3 separate regions of the Pan troglodytes genome follow, and all the other regions are linked to region 1. Evidence: chromatin contacts called from public Hi-C data. All regions are on one chromosome and are shown on one strand. Each heading gives the region's core, a stretch centred on a gene start, on an enhancer-like site or on the middle of the called end of the contact. The rest is flanking DNA. Distances are from core to core; before and after follow the strand shown.

Region 1 (2,786 bases), core at 71-2,570:
ACAGGTTTTAGTGTTTGGGCTTTGTGACGGCTCTTTAAAGGTGTTTTAATGTCAGCAGAGATGAAAGGTAAGGCTTCTGCTGCTCTGATGTCTGACTGTCTGTCCAAGCTGCCCACAGCAGTGCAGAGTTGTGTGCTGGAGCTCAGTAAATTAGCTTCTGTCCCCTGGTTCACGTATTGGTACCTGCTGGGAGAAGAGGCAGAAGCTGGAGAAAACACACGACTGATATTAGACGGAAAAATGGAATTAGAAACATATACAAATCACTAGCCTGGGCAACATGGTGAAATGCCATCACTACAAAAAATACAAAAATTAGCTGGGCTTAGTGGCATACGCCTGTGGTCTCAGCTCCTCAGCAGGCTAAGGTGGGAGGATCACTTGAGCCCAGGGAGTTTGAGGCTGCAGTGAACCACGATTGTGCCACTGGGCTTCAGTCTGGGTGACAGAGTGAGACCCTCTGTCAAAAAAAGAAAAGAAGATACATAGACAACTCTTACACACTTCCCTTGTAATCCTCCCAACTTGGTCAGTAAAATTTAAAATCATTTATTGAACATTCATATATACTAGATTCTGTGTTACTCTCTTCATATTCTCAGTTAATCATCATAGCAACCTAGAGCATTCTCATTTTATTTGCATTTTAATGATGAGAAATGAGTAAAGAGAGGGCTAGATGCCCAAGGTCACACAGGAAATGACAGAGCAGAGATGTAAACTCAGGTCTGTCCCCCTTAATTGTTACTTCAGAGGTCACACTGAGGACCCTGAATCCCCCTGTTTTGAGGGTCAGTAGCGAATTTTTAAGCTGAGCGGTGTAGCTGATGGCCCTCAGACTGAATCAGGTCTGTGGAGACATTTGCTTATCTGGCACATTGGTTTAGAAAATTTTTAAAAATGATTTTAGAGAGTGTTCTCTGTTAGCCACAGTATCCACCATGCTCATATGTCTTATACCTGGTCAGCTTCTTGGCCCCTATGGGAATTTGAGTTTATAATCCCTAGCTAAGCCTCTCTTTTGCTGGAGTCAGTGATGGAAACAGAGGAGACTGGCAGTGTCCCAAGGAAAAAATGCTTTATTTTGCCCTCTGAAGAAGGAAGCAGCGGCCGGCAGCTCCAGACTTCGGGCAAGCTGGATGGAGGAACTTCTAAGAGGGCCCTGGTGTTTGCTTTTAGGCTCAGAACCCAGCTTTCATGAATTTAAATTTCACAGTAGATCTGAAGAGGACAGTGGAGAGGAAACTGTATTATCCTCTCCTTGGAGAGGGAAAGGAAGGTTCTCCCTGTTTATTCGTACTCCGAGCAGGCTCCCCCTGGAGGGCAGCCACTGGGAGCTTGATGGGGAATCCTTTGTACTGCGCACTTTGGAGGCATCTACTAGAAACAAAGTACCCTGTGACATGCTGGAAGGGATCTCCGGACAGTAAAACATACAAGGAACAGACCCAGGGCAAACTGTACTTATTCATGATGGGCCCTGAAGTGTGAAGGGGTTTATTCAAAAGAAGTAGGTAGGTGGCATTCCAGGTAAAGGGGACATTGTGGGCAAAGACATGGGGATGAAACGTGTGCTGTGTCAACTCAGGGTTAAATGGATTAAGGGCAGTGCAAGATGTGCTTTGTTAAACAGAGGCTTGAAGGCAGCATGCTCCTTAAGAGTCATCACCACTCCCTAATCTCCAGTACCCAGGGACACAAACACTGCCGAAGGCCACAGGGACCTCTGCCTAGGAAAACCAGAGACCTTTGTTCACGTGTTTATCTGCTGACCTTCTCTCCACTATTATCCTGTGACCCTGCCACATCCCCCTCTCTGAGAAACACCCAAGAATGATCAATAAATACTAAAAAAAAAAAAAAAAAAAAAAAAAAAAAAGAACACAGGAGACATATTCAGGCAAGGAGATTTACTGATATTTTGCAGAGGGGAAGAGTACAATGGGGGAATTGAACTAGAAACAATACTTCCTTTGGTAGCCCAGTCAGCAATAATAGCAAACATTTATTGAGTGCTTACTGTATCTCGGGCATGTTATCAGCATGTGACATATATTGTTTTCTCCAGTCCTCACAAAAAGCCTATAAGGTAGACACTATTACTATTGTTATCATCTACATTTGCAGGTGAGGAAGCTGATGCAAAGAGCTCACAGCCACATTCCAGGTCACCCAGCTAGTAACCCAGGTATTATGGTCTTAGAGCCCAAGAGCCCACACTCCTAACCTCTTCTTCCTGCTGCTTCCAATAGCAGCCAACAGTCTGGGTGACTTATCAGTAGAAGGGATGTGAGATTGTAGCAAGAGATCAAGTGAGAGGAGTTTAGATCCTGCAATGGCACCATTTTCAAAGATGGGAATGTAACCTTTTCTGACATCAAGGCTGTCTCCTAAATGGCCTTAGCCTCCCCCTTACAGATTTTATTTTTTAATTTTTAATTGTATAAATTTAAGATGTACAATCTGTTTTGATATACTTGTACATAGTGAAATGATTACTACAGGGAAGCAATTTCATATGTCCATCATCTCATATAAGTATCTTTGTATGTGTGGTAAGAGTACTTAAAACCTACTCTCTTAGAAAATTTTCAGCATACAATACAATATTAACTATAGTCCTCATGCTGCACTTTAGATCTCTAGATTTATTTATCCCACAGAACTTCAACTTTGTCCCCTTTCATCTATATCTCCCCATTCTTTCCCCCACTTCCCTCCCCCACCTCAGGTAACAACTGTTCTACTCTCTGCTTCTATGAGCCTGGCTTTCTTTCTTTCTTTTT
Region 2 (2,700 bases), core at 83-2,582, 160 kb after region 1:
CAAAACCAATGTGTGAACTTATGGTTCTGCTATATAACCTTTCTCTAAAATACAATAAACCTGGCTTTTTGTAACAGGGAGTAGAGAAAAAGAGAAAATAAATCATTTGGAAAGATGAACGATCTATTTGATTAGTCTTGTCTCAGGAATTGAAAATGACTAGTTGATGTTCATCCGATCTTCAGATGATAAATCTCAGCATTTCTCTTGCTTCCATCTGTTACGAGGAAACTATCACACATACATGAATTCAGTTTCATTTCAAGGATCATTGGGAGGGGGAAGTATTTACATTTCTGGGTGCTCTCATAATAGTCATTTTTATCAAGCTCTCATCTGTAGTCAGGACTTAGTTTAGTCATTCCTTAGTTTAAGGTCCTCTTTAAAAGTTTATTTCCTCCAAGTTTAGGTATTTGACAGTGTTCAACAGCATGAGAAGATACATACATTTTGGGATAAATGAAGCTAACATTTCTGTGAGCATATGTAGCCCATGTTCACAATGTGAAGTGCAAGCATGGAGTGCTGGTCAGAATGAGGAGAGAGACCCTGAACAGTAAAGCCTGGCAGCTCAGGTAGCTGCAACTACTTACTGAGGAGTTTCTTGTGAATGTGCACTTGGCTGCCTCTCTGGGCCAAGGACATGACATCCTCAGGCTTCAGTGACTCTCGCAAATAAAGTGCTTGTTTCTTAGCTGCAGCTTGCCTTTGTGATTCCATCAACGTGTGCATTTCATTGGGATACCAGTGTGTAGCCCACGTGCCAGGGAGCCATCTTCTCCTGATGAAGGTATCGGGGTTGCAATGAGAATATCTGAGACAATGGTCATGGTATATCTACTTGGTGGTGAGAGTGACACATGGGCCATTTGCAGGTGTCACACACTGTGGACGAATGGTCATGCTACACGCTGGTTTGTGCCAAGGCCTCATGGACACAGTTCACATTCTTAGTGTCCTAGGAGCTCCTGCCATGATTCCTTAGCAGTGGTTATGCTAGTTTTTATGATGGCAAGGCTCCCCAAACTTTGTGGACAATGCACAGATAACAACTGCTGATGGAAATCAATGGCCTGGCCTGCTTCCTTCATAAGAGCAAAGGTAAAGGCAGCCTCTTAACATCTAATGCTCCCTTTGCCTTTTTCAGAGTTGGAGAATCACAGCATTCTTCTCAAATGTGGAGTGGGAAATCTAAATGTGGAGTGGGGAAGCTATAATTACATAGCTTGGAAAAAGAAAAGTTTAAGGAAAAAAAAAAGTCCTTTGGCTCCAGGACAGCCTAGGACTGTAAGTCACTGCTGCCCCCTACTGCCCAAGTTTTGTGTGTGTTTCCTAGAGGATCCTTGGTTTCTAGCCTGGCATTCTCAGGCACTGTGCTTGGGAGGATAATAACTTGCAGACTGTCTAAATGCTTTCTTCCAGACAGGGCCTCCCCACATTTGTTTCCTCAATTTAGGAGAATGTATGTGAAGTGGAGAAAACCCACAGTGTGGGTGTGATCAGGTTCATGTGGCCTAGTGGAAAGACTTTCTCTTGAGTGGTGAGGAACTGACAGCAGGCCTGAGCTAAAATTGGTCTTCACAAAGCCGTCCACCCACTCACGTGGGCAGGCAGCCAGCTGGTGGATTCAAGGATCAGGTTTAGCCCTAAGGAGAAGGATTTTTGAAGGCACTAGTTGATTTTTGCTGCAAAAAGGGTATGCTAGATTTGGTTCCATTTTTAAGAGGCAAATAATTCTAAACCAGACTGTATAGTGTGGAATAAATGATTCTCTCCCTTATTTATTATACATTTGTGTACTTGGAATTCAGTCCTTCATATATTCATGTGTCTGAGGTTATTTATTGAATGTCTTCTATGTACCAAGCATTATGCCAGTCACTGAGTATTCAAAAGTGAAAAAGCAGATTATTTCTGCCTGCATGGAACTTAAAGTCTGATGGAAGAGACAGTAAACAAATGCAAACAGTATCGTTACATTTTGTGGTAACTGCTCTTATAAAAAAAAAAGAGGGGTACTATGAATGAACTTAATTCTCTGGATTAGGTAGAAACTTAATTCTCTGGACTAGGTACAACCTCTTCAGGGTGAGACCCATAGCCAAAGTTTGCAGGGTCCATTGTGCCCACGATCCCCATTCTCCCACACAATGGTTGGAAATAAAGGATGTTTTTGAAAACAGTGTTATGGACAGAAACCAGTTCCCTTGCACAAATGAAGATCTATATCCTGAACTAGCTTTTTTCTTCTCTCTCTGGACATAGGGAGTAAAAGTAAAAAAAATACAGGGAGGCAAACTTTGGCTCCATATGTATATTGTGAAAAGAGCTTTTCACATTTGTCTTCTCACAGTTGAATAGGCTCTCTTGAGAGTAGTGAGTTCCCTGACCCCAGAGGTATTCAAATAGAGGCTGGATCATCACTTGCTAGGGATGCTACAGGTGAGGTTTCTTACAATAGCCGGTAGGTTGGAATAGATTTTCTCTAAGATTGCTTGCAAATCTAGCATTTAATTACCCCAGGCAAGGGTAAAGTTGGTGTGATTTGTTCTGGAAGAGTCTCCTCCACCTCAGTAATTTCACACATATCCCCACAGTTTATTAGAGTTCCCAAAACCCCACCTTTGGATTGGTTCCCTTAAAAGTATTCATTCATTCCAAAAATGCGCTTTATTTTTGAGGGTGCTACTTGTACTCTAG
Region 3 (2,700 bases), core at 11-2,510, 190 kb before region 1:
AGTGTTCAGCCTCCCCACTCTGCCTCTCTACACTTCTCTGAATCAATTCCCAGAAACCCAGGGGCTGTTCCATCGGGGCTCAGGGGCGTGGAGCCCAGGGCCTGTCCTGCTGGGCCCTGTGGCCACCGGCACAGGAGCCACCCTCTCCCCTCCTCCTCACTTTTCTCCCATCCCACCCAGACCGAGCAGAAGCTCCCCAGCCTGAATCCCATTTGGGTCAAAGAACACAAGAAAAACTCCATTTGTCACAAGGCCATGGAACAACATTAAGTGGAACCACTCTGTGACATGAAGGACGGTAGGACCGTAAATTATTCAGCCTCACAGACATTATAGGCATTTTGGAGAGAAAGTGAAAAAAAGATTATTTCAGCGCTGTAGTGTAAAAGAGCTGAACAGCATTCATTGGCCAGCGTGCTGTGAGGATTTTCTGCCTTAAAGTAGCTCTCTCCGAGGGGCTGTTTCCTGGGCAGCAGTTCCACCCACCAAGGAATTTGCTTACTTCTTTAGCGTTAACATTGCATTGTGAGAGAGTGTGTGTGAGTGTGTGTGGGGGGGGGGGGGAGGGGGGAGCTGGATGGGGGTGCTGAGACCATCCTTCTCAAGGCAGGGAAAGGAACGCGTAAGCTGAAATTCTTTTTCTTGTCCTCTGCAGTTGTGGAGCGAAAAGGAAGGCAGGTTTTGCCTCCAGTCTCAGCATGGCTGTGTAACATGCTCTCCATGGATACATTTGTGCAGGAAAATGTCCCTTGGTGAGGAGAGGCATTCCTGGTCCCTTGCAAGAGCCGGGCTCAGAAGGACTCTTGGGAGGGCAGCATTCTTTCAATGCACAGCCCCATCTCCAGCCCAGATGGACCTTCAAGCCAGAACCTTTGTCTAGAAAGCCCAAAAATTCCTGGAAATCTAGAGACAGAGATACAGGAGGTCAACAGCCCCACCCCTAATCTTGGGCTTCTCACTTGTTAATTTCATTGTCTTGAGCAGGGCTCTCTGAAGTCAGGGGAAATGTGCGGATTCTGTTCCTGGGGTTCTTCCCAGCTCGTTTTGGAAGGAGTAAGAGAGATATGGGGGCCTACCCCTGCTTTAGTTCATCCTCCCCCTTGGGGATGCCCACCCAGGCCTCAGAGCCTTCATCGGAGTACCAATATACAGTAATGCAGACCACACACACACACACACACGCACACACACACACACACACACCTCTCTCCCCTCCCCATCACCCCAGGATGAGCCAGGGAAGGCACTGACCAGCCGATTTTCAATGCCTAGGAAATGGGAGCTTGGGCTGCGGGTGGCCTCAGCCTGGTTTGCATCTTCACCTCTGGGAAGTATTGTTTGTAACAAACTGATGTATTTAACAGAAGAGCACATGCAAATATGCCTTGGCATTGCAAATTGAATCCAGCCTTTGCTGCTGCAGAGCAGGTCTGGCCATTCCCTTTCTGGGGAGACACACCACAGCTGCCAGGGCTCCAGGGACCCAGACTGAGGAGAGGTACAGAGGCAGCACCAGCCTCTCTGTGCCAGCCGGGAAGTCATCAGATGGTGGAGGCCCAGAATGGGTGGCAAACCCCTCGTGGGCTTTTAGCAGAATTGTGCTGCCCTCTGCTGGCGAGTTTGGGTGGACTCAAAGGGCTTCACGCCCAGTAGAAAAAGAGGCTGCTTTCTGTTCCCCTAGCAATCAGAGAAGGGGACAGAGCATTTCATACTGAAAAGTTGTGGGAGCTCTCTCTCGTTTTTTGTTTTTGAAATTCTGCGCTCTAAGCCAGGAGGCAACACAAAATAAAGGTGGCCAGAGGGAACTAATGCTGGGTTAGAGTCTTCTAAGGGCCTGAAATCGTGCTATGACATCTACGTGCAGGCATTTACTTTATTCAGAAAGCAACTCTGATAATTAGAATTTAGAATTTTAATTTGAGAAATGAGGACAGTGTGGCTCAGAGAGGTAAATCAACTGTGCCAAAGCCACACAGCTAGCCAATAGCAGAGCCAGGATTGAGTTTGGGCTGTCTGATGCCAATGCCCACACTAGGCCAACCTTACAGTTTATGATTTGTCTCTGGATGTTAGAGAGCAGGAAGTGTCTAACCCTCTGGGGGAGACCCCAGGCTCCATTGCCCAGCTCCTCCCCACTCATGGGGTAGGCTTTTGTTAGAAAATGCGTTGCCCTGAACCCAAAGCTAGTAGAGGCGCCTCAAGGAATGGAAACACTGCTGGTCTGGCTTTGTGTTCTAGCTCTGCTGTTTGTGGGCTTTGTGACTTTCAGGCCACTTGTCCTCCAGGGTTCTGTTTCTCGTCTATAAAATGAGGGAGTAGGTAAGGATGAATTAGATGGTTGTTTATGGTGGTGGTGTTTTTGCCAGCAAGGACATTTCTTAAAAATGGTTTTCTATCCACTTTGGGAGGCCGAGGCAGGCAGATCACCAGAGGTCGGGAGTTCGAGACCAGCCTGACCAACATGGAGAAACCCCATCTCTACTAAAAATACAAAATTAGCAAGGCGTGGTGGCTACTCAGGAGGCTGAGGCAGGAGAATCACTTGAACCCGGGAGGCGGAGGTTGCAGTGAGCTGAGATCGCATCATTGCACTTCAGCCTGGGCAACAAGAGCGAAACTCCGAAAAAAAAAATTAAAGATAAATAAATTTTTTAAAAATGGGGTTTCTATCTCATACATACCACGTTTTGCAAAAAAAAA

Evidence for each region. A called contact is a pair of places that touch in the nucleus more often than the background predicts.
Region 2: a contact with region 1 is called in a Hi-C map of induced pluripotent stem cells, with 4 times the contacts expected there. The contact joins two enhancer-like sites. A contact is called at or near these places in 3 of 7 Hi-C or Micro-C datasets (induced pluripotent stem cells and stem cell-derived neural progenitor cells) and 1 of 1 other capture datasets (stem cell-derived neural stem cells).
Region 3: a contact with region 1 is called in a Hi-C map of induced pluripotent stem cells, with 2.8 times the contacts expected there. The contact joins two enhancer-like sites. A contact is called at or near these places in 5 of 7 Hi-C or Micro-C datasets (blood, induced pluripotent stem cells, a lymphoblastoid cell line and 1 more) and 1 of 1 other capture datasets (stem cell-derived neural stem cells).

The regions. Positions count from the first base shown.
Region 1 is chr9:23,772,386-23,775,171 of NHGRI_mPanTro3-v2.0_pri, forward strand. The region is part of intron 2 of NAV2 (neuron navigator 2); the gene reads left to right. Among named protein-coding and RNA genes, the nearest start is that of NAV2, 390 kb to the left of the region's middle. Within about 2 kb of position 1,321, at least 4 of the 24 cell types and tissues checked have an H3K27ac peak or open chromatin away from gene starts, as enhancers often do. A contact at or near this core is called in induced pluripotent stem cells, where this site is marked.
Region 2 is chr9:23,933,764-23,936,463 of NHGRI_mPanTro3-v2.0_pri, forward strand. All of the region lies in intron 7 of NAV2 (neuron navigator 2), which reads left to right. Among named protein-coding and RNA genes, the nearest start is that of DBX1, 260 kb to the right of the region's middle. Within about 2 kb of position 1,333, at least 2 of the 24 cell types and tissues checked have an H3K27ac peak or open chromatin away from gene starts, as enhancers often do. A contact at or near this core is called in induced pluripotent stem cells, where this site is marked.
Region 3 is chr9:23,585,506-23,588,205 of NHGRI_mPanTro3-v2.0_pri, forward strand. All of the region lies in intron 2 of NAV2 (neuron navigator 2), which reads left to right. Among named protein-coding and RNA genes, the nearest start is that of NAV2, 210 kb to the left of the region's middle. Within about 2 kb of position 1,261, at least 9 of the 24 cell types and tissues checked have an H3K27ac peak or open chromatin away from gene starts, as enhancers often do. A contact at or near this core is called in induced pluripotent stem cells, where this site is marked.